2 separate regions of the Mus musculus genome follow, and region 1 is linked to region 2. Evidence: chromatin contacts called from public Micro-C data. All regions are on one chromosome and are shown on one strand. Each heading gives the region's core, a stretch centred on a gene start, on an enhancer-like site or on the middle of the called end of the contact. The rest is flanking DNA. Distances are from core to core; before and after follow the strand shown. Region 1 holds the start of Tbc1d24 (TBC1 domain family, member 24). Region 2 holds the start of Prss41 (protease, serine 41).

Region 1 (5,868 bases), core at 843-3,342, 360 kb after region 2:
ACCAGGGCGGCCTAACACTTGCTCCTTCTGCCTTAGCCTCTCTACAGAGATTATAATTGTGTGCCACCACCCCCAGCTCCCCTGGGTCCTGGGCACTGAATACAGAGCCTTGCATCTACGGGTAAGCACTGCTGCATTCTCAATGCAGTAAACACATATTAAAAGGATAGTGAAAATTCCCAGTAATGAATTCAAGCTTGTTCTCAGTAAAAGGCCTGAGGGCTTTAAAAAAATTATCTCCATTTAGAAGGTGATGGTTACCACTGAAATGGCTGATTGTAAAGGGCTTCTTTCTTCCATTTAGAGTTGTCAAAACAGAAAAGGTATGCTCAAACAGGTAGAACATTCAACAGGGCAAATCTTTTTTTTTTTTTTTTTACAACCCACTTCATTGTCTTGTGTACTTTAAACACTTTACTATGTCTTCAGAGGTTGGCTCAGTCTCTAATAAGGATTAGGAGCAATGCTGTGTGCCCAAGGTCACTGAGACTTGCCAGACAGTCCTGGCAAGGGTGGTTACTCAGAGCTAGTAGGGAACACAGGCAGGTGAGTTTGCACTCCCAGGGAGGTAAATTTGATTGTTGTTATGAAAACCCTACCTAGATTACTAGAGTACTTCTGCAAACCCAAAAGGTCACCCTTAATCCAGCCAAAAGCCACTACATTGCTAGTTCACTAGTTGACATGTAGCATTCAAAAAGTGGCATCTTTATTCCCTCCAACAAGCACTTAAGAGAGTGCCTGGCTAACTGAATGCCAGACCATGGGGGAACAGGGACAACACGATGTGGCTCCAGGCCTATCCACACGCAGACTAGATTCTAAATACAGCTGTCACTACCCTAAGTCTTTATCTGAGTACTGGGGAGATTAGGTGAGGATTAATCATCAAGGAAGCACACAGAGCCCTCATAGCACTCAATATGAATGGTCACTATCAAATATTTGAAATTTCTTAACCATTTGTCGTCTGGGTTGGTCTTGACACCAACCCAGAACTGACATCAGATAGAGCTTGAGAGAACACAAATACAGCCATCTCCACAACAATTCAGTGAACAATGACAGGTGCCTATTGGGGACAGGGGTGTGAAAATGAGAATGGAGTCATTGTCCCCAAGTAGATGACATGGCAACGCATGCCATGGGACAGTTGTACCAACTGCCTGGGAGTAGCTTGCTGACCTTCCAGCAGAACATGGTGAGACAAGGAAAATCCTTTATTTACCTTGGAAAGACAGCAACACAACCGCCCAAATGGCCAACCTATGCCTGCATATGTCCGGGCTGGGCTAGACAATCTTTGGCCTTTAAAGTTAGCCCAGTGAGTCCCCATCCAAGAAGGCCAGAGCACTATTTCTGAACTGAGTCAGGTCTGTCAAGGAAAATCTGTGGTCAGGCTGCCAGCACCCAGCAGACTGACTTCTGTCATGTGCAGCCCACCCCGTGTGGTGCCAGCTCTGCCCTCCAGCTGTTATTCAAAACTCCTGAAGCACAGGGCCAAGCTAAGGCACAGGTGACCAAGGCATGTCAGGGACACTGGCTGGATAGGGCTCTCAGGCTGGGAAAGTCCCTAAGCTTCAGGTGGGCAGTTGTGTCATCTTTGGCAAGTGAAGGGCCTGGGTTGTTGCAGGTCTCCGAGGGCAAAGGTATATGAACACTGCTGCAATTTCGAACGAATACAGAAAGAGGATTTCCTATTCCGCAGGGACGGAAAGTGCCCCAAGGGAAGGTTGACACAGAGGCAGTTCTTGCCCACGACACAGAGCCCAGAGAAGGCAGGGATGATCGAGGAAAGCCGGGCCTGCCCAAAGGGTTCTGACTCCGGGGCCCACGTCACGCACGCAGCATTAGACTCTGGAGCCCCCTAACCCGCAGCGACCAAGACACGGAGCACAACCCGTGCCCCCCTCCCTCAGTACATCCGTGCCGCCGGTCAGCGCACCGTGGCAGTGACACCCCCACACCCCGCGTCCAGCCGCCACGCCCCCGCCGCGCACCCACCTCGGCGCGCCGCACCGCACCTCTCCCTTCGGCTCTCCGCTGGACCGCACTGGACTTTCTGCGCACGCGCGTAGGCGGCCCCGCCCCACAAGCACGCGCTTGCGGGCTGCCCACCCCGAGTGCCCCGCGTCTCAGTGCTGCCGGCTCTGAGCATGCGCATTTGCGCCCGGCGGCGGCCAAGTCGGGAGCATGCGCTAGCCAAACAGCGGTTCCCGCGCTAAGGGGCGGGGGCTCGCCTAAAGAGGTGGGGACCCTAGCGCCTGGTGTAAGGCAAAGTCACGGACGACTAGAACTCCGACGGCTGCCCGTGGAAGTCGCCTCTGGTCCGGTCACACGTGGACCTGATCTGCCCCTTCTCGACGTCCAGTCTTGAGCGGATAGAGTGTAGGGCTCCTAGCTAGGGGCAGGACCTGTGTCATGGAGCCAAGAGGCCAAGACTGGTAGGAGTCGTGGTAGAAAGCGACAGCTGGATGGACCCCAGAAAAGGGTACAACGGAACAAGAAAGATATGGGACACAGGCAGTGATGCAGCTGCGGATGGGGACACGGTCACGTGACCGGCAGAGGCAGGCCAGAATGGATATGGGGACAAGATCCATGACACTGGACAGGGGAGCCTACAATACTCTTTGTACATTCCCGGCTGGAGGGCAGAGACGTCGCTGTCTTGGCTGTGCAATTGAGCCACAGCCCCTGCAGCGGTGTACAGGCAATTATGGTGGCAACAGTGGTTTTGGAGAGGTTGGAGAACTCTAGTGTATCACAGCATCAGAGAGTTGATGAATCACATTGGCCCGTGGGATGTGCTCAAACCCCAGAGGGATCATCCTAGCATCCCCTGGGAATAGGCGGGTTCACACCTTTAAGAGACGTCGGGTATCAGCCAAGAGGGATAAGATCAGGGTCCTCTGAGCTGCCCTAGGAGCCTCCAGATAGCTCTTAGGGGCCATCATACTCCTCTAAGTTGGGGGTAGGGTATCGCCAAATAGGTTTCAAGCGGGGATGGGGGTAGGGGGAAATTAGATGGCGATGCACGTGACACTTCCAGCCTAGTGCTCTGATGAACGCGCCGCGCCCAGTGATAAGAGAGCTGAGTCCGCCCAGTCCACGCCCAGCTTGCAGATTCAGGCGGTCCCGCAGCGCCCCCGCCGCTCTCTCCTCTGCAGCCTCCGCAGGCGCCGGGTCCAGGCGTCTCTCCAAGGCAGCACGAGGCTTCCACGGGCAGCACTGAGCCCCTGTCCCCGGCCCGCTGTGCTCCCAGCTGCAGCCCCCGGCCCACCTCCCAGCAGCAAGTAACGCCGGCCGGGCAGGAGGCGCGGGCAACCGCAGGCCGCGTCTAGAGTTGGTACCCACAGCGCGCTGCTCCCGCGTCGAGCGCGTTCCTCGCCGCTGCGGAACACAGCAAGCACCGCTACCGGAAAGCGTGTCCACGAGCCGCGGGCCTCACCGCGTGCACCCACTGCCACCTGCACCGCTGCGGGGGGGGCGTGGAAAAGCGATCAGGTTAAGTGGGGCAGGGCCGGAGGGGTCTGTATAGAGAAGCATAGAATGTCCAAATGGCTTAGGAGAGACATGAAGAGGTCACCCACTAGAGGGAGGTACACTTAAGACATAGCTGCCAAAGCCCGCATCAGTGGGAGACCCGAGGAAAGAAAGAGCCTTGAAGTACAGCCAGGGTCAAGGTATTCAAAGGAGCTGGGGGCGAGATGGAAGAGCTGGAGTGAGGCAGCCTACCATAGTCCTTCCGGCAGAACTTCTTCAGGCTGATTCGGTAACTGCCACGCGCAGGTCTGCAATGTGACTCACAGTCTAGGGGGAAAGAGTGGAGACTAGCAGATTCCCATGCCTCTACCCCACACTGGTCTGCTTTAGCTAGGGCCCTCTTCCCCAGGCCAGTCTGGGCTCTGGTGTCCACTCACCCTGTGGCTCCACAGGACTGCTTTCTTCGGTGGGTCCAGGGACAGGAGTCTCTAAGGAGTGTGGGAGAATAGTCTATAATGGGGTATCTGACGGAAAGGCTCAGGGAACAGACAACAGTCAGTAGCTGATGCGACTTTGGCTGAGGTGACTGAGACAGGGCAGGGTCACTCACTAACGCAAGGTGCCACAGGAGAACGGCTCTGCTGGAAACCTGGGGCACAGCGGTTACAGGTGAGGCCAGTAACACCATCCTTACAGGGACACTGGCCTGTGGTCTGGTTACAGGTTTTGCCAGCAGCACCAACTGGGTGGCAGTCACAAGCTGAGGACAGAAATGATAAGCTCAGAACTGTAGCTGGGGTTCTGGGGAAGTAAATCACGAACGTGTATAGGTGGCAGGCTCACCTCTGCAAGCACGACGGTCACTCAGGACACGGCCTGGATCACGATAGAAGCCCTCCCGGCAGTAGTGGCAGTGACGACCAGCTGTATTGTGCCGGCAGTTGAGGCACACGCCCCCACTGCGGCGGCCGGACAGTCGGTAGAGCTCCATGTTGAAGCGGCATCTTCGCGCATGGCCGTTGCAGGAGCAAGCTGCAGGGAAGGGTCAGTCAGGGGCAGCCCTGCCTGGTCAGAAGTCCCCAGGCTACCCTCCAAGGCCTCACCAAGGCAAGCGTGGGCTTCCTGCCCTGTAGCCCGCTGCCATGGCCTGTCGCAGTAGAAGGGCTTGCAGCGGCTGCAATCAGGGCCCTCTGTACCATGCTGGCAGTCGCAGACCAGGTGGCCATGGGTGTCCAACAGACACCGTGAGGCATGCCCATTGCACTTGCATCGACCTCCCACCTGAAGCTCAGTGGCTGAGTAGGAGTAGGGGACTGTCACCCCACCGTCCCTGGTGTCTCCCTGAATGGCAGGCCTTGTGAGTACTATGCGAATATCTGTGGCAGTCACCCAGTCTTGGAGCACGGGGCTGTTGTCCAGATCCAGGCCCTGTGGGCTGCCATCCTGCACACTGAAGGCCAGAAGGCCTCCACCATCAGGCTGAGCCTGGGGGGCTGGAAAGCAGAGGGCTTCTGGCCCTGGACCAGAAGGGCCATCAGCAGGAGCAGGCAGACGGCCATAGTCCAGGGTACAGCTGGAAGAGAAGAAGCCCAAGGGGACCCAGCTGCGGCCATGGTCCTGCGACTTAAGCAGGGCCACGGAGGTTGGAGGAGCTGAGCAGAAGCGCAGGCTCACGAAGACCAGCTCAAAAGCCTTCCCCAGGGGCACTGTGAGGGTTACGTTGAAAGGTGCCTGTTGCAGCAAATCGGAGCGCCAACAGAGAGGACTTGCAGTGCCCGGAGCAGAGGTCAGGAGGTCTGCAGAGTGTGCCCGCTGCGGGTCCGAGGAATCGCAGACGCGATTGGCCGACCTCCCGCACGTGCTGGACGCCAGCACCTCTCGGCCCAGAGCAGCGTTCACAAGGCCAGGAATACAAGAGCGAGGCTCCCTCGCCTCATCATAGCAGGGGTCGGCAGAGGCCGGCAGCCCTGGGCTCAGTGCAGCGGAGAGCGTGCCCGCGGTCAGCAGCAGCCCCCAGAGCCAGGTGGGCATGGCCGTGGCCGCTGTAAGTCAACCAGCCAGCTTCCGCCTAACGAGTCTGCCCTCGAAGAGAGAGCCTAGTCCGCTACTCTGCGTGCCGGGTCTGCAGTGCCAAGATAGCAGAGCACCAGGGCGGCCCCCAGCACAGGCCCAGAAGTGGGAGCAGCCACCGGCACGCCCGGGGCCGAGCACAGGAGCAGGGATGTTGGCGAGTCCTCCTGCTAGGCCTGAAGCGTTGACAGGCGTCGCCCCCGCTCCCGGTGCCTCCGCCCGCGGAGGCCCCACCCGCCGCCGGCCGCCAGCACTCACCCACGGAGGGCCAGGAGGAGCAGGTCTCCCGGCCTCCCGGGAAGGGCCTTGGGC
Region 2 (5,990 bases), core at 2,853-5,352:
TGATGTGTCTGAAGATAGCAACAGTGTACTTGCATATATAAAATAAATATATCTTTAAACACAAAACCAAACCAAAGCCAATGTGGGGCCATTGAGATGGCTCATCTGGCAAAGGCATTTACTGCTGAGCCTGATGACCTGGGTTCTATTTCCAGAGCCCACATGGTAACAGGAGAGAACTGGTTCTTGCTACTTGTCCTCCAACCCCCACAAGCATGCTGTCGTATGAATGCACTCCTCCCCCAAATAAGTAAAATTTAAAACTATATGTGTTTTTATATATGCATGTTTTATGTGTGCATAATTTATTTATACATGCATGAAAACTGAGATGAAGAGCATTTGAGGAAGATGCACAAGGTTGACCTCTGACCTCTCTACACATGTGCACACATGCTTGGAATACTCACGGGCCTGGACGTGCACATACACATGAAGATGCACATATTCCCTCCCACCCCACCTCCAAAACCCAAAACTTCCCTGCTCTTTCATAAAAGCACTAAGCCAGCTAGGATCCAAAGGCAACTACCTCCACAAAGCTACATTGTGCTCAATGGTGGAAAAACAAAAAGCTCTTGCTCCAGAGTAATAATGAGGTGGGTACCTCTCCTTTTTGTGCATGATATCCTGGAAGGTCTAGGCAGAGAAATTAGGTAAGAAAGAGAAATAAGGACTGGTGAGACGGCCTAGTGGTCAGAGACATAGCCTGATGGCCCAAGTTCAATCCCCAGGCCACATAATGGAAGAAGAGAACCAACTCCTTTTGTAAATTGTTCTCTCTCTCTCTCTCACACACACACACACCACACATACACACACCACATATATACGCATAACACATATAGCACAAATGCACACACATAATACACACACACATAAAACACATATACACACAACACACATGCCATACAACACATACCAAATACACAACACATGTGCACTCAGAGTAATGAATATCCCCTTTCAGAGGAAGAGTTAAAGGCATCCAAACTGGAAAGGAGAAAGGATGAATCTTTAAGTTGGGCTGGTATGTGAACGAAGCCAGACCCATAGGACCACAAACTGTATTTCACTTATGGGCAGAAAACAATGGTTCCGTGCTCAGAAAGCTGGGTTGTGGTTATCAGGGGCTGTAGGGAGGGACTCATGAGGAGTAAAGGCCGGGTGGGAATGAAGGTCCCTAGTTGAACAGTATTGTCAACACACTAAATGGGGTTGGAGCACACTCTTTGTATGGTTCCTTAATGGTATGTGAAGTACAACTTAGAGAGAAGCAGTTCCCACTACTGCCACAAGGGGCAACATTGAGGACAGTACATTACATTTAAGAATCCCGACCATTTTTCTCTGACTACTTGTGTAGCATTTCCAGAGGCAGCTAAGAGCCTGAAAGCAGGTCTGGGCTGCCAAGGGCTACAGGTCCTAGGGACATGAGGAGATTGAGAGAAATGGCGGAGGGGTATGAAGTTTTCTTGTTTTGTTTTGTGTTTGTTTGTTTTAGACAGCCCAGGCTGGTCTCAAACTTGCTATGGAGTCCAGGATATTGAGCATAGGATTAGACATGAACTCCTGACCTTCCTGGCTTCCCTTCCCAAGGGCTGGTCTTATACCACAATGCCCACTGAGGTTTTTGCTTTTTGTTTTCCAAGACAGGGTTTTTATTTATGTAATCCTGGAACTTGCTCTGTAGACCAGGCTGGCAGGTTTTCTTTTTGAAATGATGAAAATGTTGCACTTAGACAGAGGTGACAGCCTATGACCTCACCACTCTGAACACGCCTGATCTTGAAGGCTAAAGTGTCACCTAGTGAGGACTTAGAGGCATGATAATGGTGACAGTTTCACTGGTGTTAAAATGTGTGATTTCAACACTGCTCATGTTCATACTTTAGGGCTTGTAAATTAAATCAGTGTCAAAGAGACTGTCCTCAGAAGGTCTTAAGCACCCATTCTGGCTGAGGAATGCAAGCCTGGCTGAGTCCCTTCCTGCATCTCTGGCCATTGGCCTACCCCTGCTCCAGAACAGAAGGCAGCTCCATGCAGGTGGGAAGCAATGGGGGTGGGGGCTGAGCAGGAAGGCAGGAGGCTCTTGGAGCTCCAGAGCCAGAGAAGGGTTTCAGGGCCTGCTGTGGCTGAAACAGGGGACAGATAGCACACCCACATGCCCACCCTGCGTTGCTAATCTCACTCAAATCCTCCTGAAGGACTCCCCAGCCGGTCACCCAGCACCTGGGCTGGTGCTGGGACGTAAAGGTGGAAGGCTGCACACAGACAGGCTGGATGTCCTTGTTGTAGGTGACCGAGGAGGCCAGCCTCAGCAGGGCCAGGTCATGGGACTTCAGCTTGTCTTCGGAGTTTACGATGATGTCCTTTACCCTGTACCGTCCAGAATAGGCCTTCCTGTTCCAGTAAGACGGCTTGGATGTAAGCTGCCCAAGCTGGACGGTCCACTTTTCTGGATCAAGGTACCTAGCAGGGAAGATGAAAGTGATCAGGACCCTCAGGAGGACGCTGGCCACCTGAGCCACCGGATCTCTGTGTGAGGTGACACCGTAGCTCTGGTACTATTTACTTGCTGAGACCCCCTTGTAGAAACAAAGCCTAGACATAACCAGATTCCCTTCTCCTGGGACTCTGAGGAGAGAAACAGGAAGACCACAGTCCCCAATGGTCTGGTCACTATTTTTTTTTTTTTCCGAGACAGGCTTTCTCTGTGTAGCCCTGGCTGTCCTGGAACTCACTCTGTAGACCAGGCTGACCTCAAACTCAGAAATTCGCCTGCCTCTGCCTCCCAAGAGCTGGGATTAAAGGCGTGCGCCACCACTGCCTGGTTGGTCTGGTCACTTCTTAAGGGCCTCTCTGAATAGAATTCATATCTGGTATGGGGTTGGGGATGTAACTCAATAGACAGTTTGCTTATCATGAGTGAATCCCTGGGTTTGACCCCCCTCCCCCCCCGAATTGTATAGACTCAGGCATGGAGGTGCACGTTTGTAATCCTAGCATGCCAAGAGGTAGAGGCCAGAGGATCAGAAGTTCAAAGTCATCTTCTGTTAAGTAAAAAGTTCAAGGCACCTCAAAACCAACCAACCAATCAACCAACCAACCAACCAACCAACCAACCAACCAACCAACCAACCAACCTTGGGAACCTCCAAGGGAAGGTGGAATGAGACCTGCGCCTTCCTAATTCGATATGGTAGGGGGCAGTGAGCATAGATGAATAGACCCGAAACAGCATGGGAATGTTTGAATAAAACATCCTGGAAGAATTAGAGTGGCGCCCCCTGCAGGGCCAATGGTAAGGTTTTTGGATTGTAAGCAGCGCTTGGAGCTCAGGATATCAGGAGGCTGTCCCACCCCGCTCCTACCATCCCACACTCACTTTCTAAAGCAGTGTGCAGCAGTGAGCACCCAGCGGCGGCTGAGAAGGCTCCCTCCGCAGCGGTGGGACTTCTTCAAGCGCAGGCTGGCCTGCCACGGCCAGCGCCCTTGCATGGATTCTATCCCGCCCACTATCCGGGACCGAGTGTCATTCCGGCGGCCACAGGGCACTGGGACAGACAAATAAGACACATGGCTGAGCAGCCTAGGAAGGCCCATAGCATCCCTAGGGTACACGTGTATGGGAGGAACTGGGGAGAACCACGCAACCGTACACCCCCCCCCCTTCCTCCAGTATCCTGGGGTTTTGTTGAAGAGGCAGGAGATCAGGAGATGGCGCAGAAACCCTTCACACGTGGTTCACAGACACCCAGCCCTCCACAGAGCCCATCAGTCACTTGAGAGAAGCTTGATGTCTGTGCTCTTGAGATCTGTGGGGGAGGAGTGGAAAAGATGAGGCGACTTCTTTATGCCTGGCCTCGGTAGGTGTTTCTCACAGGGACCACGGTTCCTCACCTGCCGCCTGGCTTTCTTCACGTGACCCTGGGTGGAGATAAGGTGAGCCTCGCGCGGACCTCCGAGTTTCCCATACTCCCCCATGACCCCCAGTCTGGTGAATGAATCTCCTTAGCTCACCAGGCTTCCCCAGCATCACGCACAGCAGCAGCAGCAGCAGCACTGGGCCCTGTATACCCATGGCGGCCTCTCTGAAGTCGGGTGCCCAGCTTTAACGTCCTGCCGCTACAGGCTTAGTGGCGCCCTCTAGGGGACAGGTCAGGGAGTAGGAGCTTTGCTCGGCCACCGTTTCCCGGCTTGACTCCAGAGCGGTCAATTGATGAACCACAGTCATCTTTTTCTTGTCAGAGCCCAGGATTTGGATGTCTTCTCTCTTGTGTACTGACAGCTTTCTGTAGGACCAAGGCCCTGGCCCTCAGCCCGCACTCCTAGGAAAAGCTCATGAGCAGGCCTTAGGGTATGCTGCCTTGTGTTATGTGTGATAGCCTTTTGCTGGATGCACTGAACAAAGGCTGGCCCTATTTGAGGACAGACAGAGCTTAGAGCCCTATAATCTACCTGCTACCATTGCAATGAGCCCTACACACTGTATGGGGATCACCAGACACTCTTACCCTTTGTACAGGAACATGTCAGGGCCTATATAACCATACTGGCTCATCAGTTATTAGCTTTGAATTCACAGCCAGTTGGGTATCCATACCAAAACCCTCTGCCTCCACGACTGATTAGAAGTTCTTATGGAACTCAGAGAATGTAATATGTTCATGGTCAAAGTTTATACAGTAAAGGACACCTATCAAAATCAGACACATGCTTCTAGATTACCTCACCAGCCCAGACTAATGGACAACACTTAGTTCTCTCAGTAAGGACCTTTGTCTCACAGGAAGTTAGCCCAGCACTGAGCAACAACCTGGCCACGAGCACCAGAAGGACCTATTGAGAAGGCTCAGTGGTAAGATGCTTGCTTAACTGCACCAGGGTCCTGGTTTTGGCCTCTATCAATCATTGTATAACTGTGATAGCTAATTTCAGCCCTTAGCTTGGCAGAATCTGGGAAGTCTCGTGGGAAGGCAGTCTCAGTGAGGGACATTCTCTCTATCAGCTTGGCCTGCATGCAGGCCTGTGAGGATGTTCTTAGTTGGACTAACTGAACTGAGAAGACATATTGTCATAGTTTGCTCTGTTGCTGTGATAAATCATGACCAAAAGTAACCTGGTGGATCTTTATGAGTTCATGGCCAGCCTGGTCTACATAATAAGTTCTGGGGCTGTGTAGAGACCTGGCTGGCCTTAAATTCATAAAGATCCACTTACCTCTGGGCTTAAAAGTGTGTACCACCACATGCCAGGCGTGGTGGCACACACCTTTAATCCCAGCACTTGGGAGGCAGAGGCAGGTGGATTTCTGAGTTCAAGGCCAGCCTGGTCTACAAAGTGAGTTCCAGGACAGCCAGGTCTACAGAGAAACCTGTCTCGAAAAACAAAACAAACAAACAAAAAAAGTGTGTACCACCATGCATGGTCTTAATTAATTATTTGTTTATTTATTATTTGTGTTTTTTGTTTGTTTTAAGATTTTCTTTTTTTTACCCTGATATAACTGTCTCTTGTGAGACTACGCCAGGCCCTAGCAAACACAGAAGTGGATGCTCACAGTCAACTATTGGATGGAACACAGGGCCCCCAATGGAGGAGCTAGGGAAAGTACCTAAGGAGCTGAAGGGGTCTGCAACCCTATAGGTGGAACAACAATATGAACTAGCCAGTACCCCGGAGCTTGTGTCTCTAGCTGCATATGTATCAGAAGATGGCCTAGTCAGCCATCATTGGGAAGAGAGGCCCCTTGGTCTTGCAAACTTTATATGCCTCAGTACAGGGGAACACCAGGGCCAAGAAGTGGGAGAGGGTGGGTAGGAAAGTGGGGGGAGGGCCTGGGGGATTTTTGGGAAAGCATTTGAAATGTAAATGAAGAAAATACCTAATAAAAATAAAATTTAAAAAAGATTTATTTATTTTTTAAGTACATGAATATACATACTGTTGCTGTCTTCAGACACACCAGATTAGGGCATCAGATCCCA

What was found. A called contact is a pair of places that touch in the nucleus more often than the background predicts.
Region 1: a Micro-C map of embryonic stem cells shows a contact between it and region 2, with 1.7 times the contacts expected there. The contact joins the promoter of Tbc1d24 here to the promoter of Prss41 in region 2. A contact is called at or near these places in 4 of 39 promoter capture datasets (hippocampal neurons, maxillary cranial neural crest, pre-B cells and 1 more), 1 of 484 Hi-C or Micro-C datasets (embryonic stem cells) and 1 of 115 datasets of contacts at active chromatin or transcription factors (epiblast stem cells).

Annotation. Positions count from the first base shown.
Region 1 is chr17:24,203,470-24,209,337 of GRCm38.p6, forward strand. It overlaps Tbc1d24 (TBC1 domain family, member 24), which reads right to left and starts at 2,093. Exons shown (of 8, transcript NM_173186.4): 1 at 2,005-2,093. Ntn3 (netrin 3) reads right to left here. Exons shown (of 6, transcript NM_010947.3): 1 at 4,590-5,868; 2 at 4,330-4,518; 3 at 4,097-4,246; 4 at 3,924-3,974; 5 at 3,739-3,813; 6 at 362-3,478. The coding sequence starts at 5,517. The coding sequence ends at 3,129.
Region 2 is chr17:23,840,054-23,846,043 of GRCm38.p6, forward strand. It overlaps Prss41 (protease, serine 41), which reads right to left and starts at 4,103. Exons shown (of 7, transcript NM_027644.1): 1 at 4,024-4,103; 2 at 3,904-3,930; 3 at 3,786-3,818; 4 at 3,389-3,557; 5 at 2,192-2,472. The coding sequence starts at 4,084.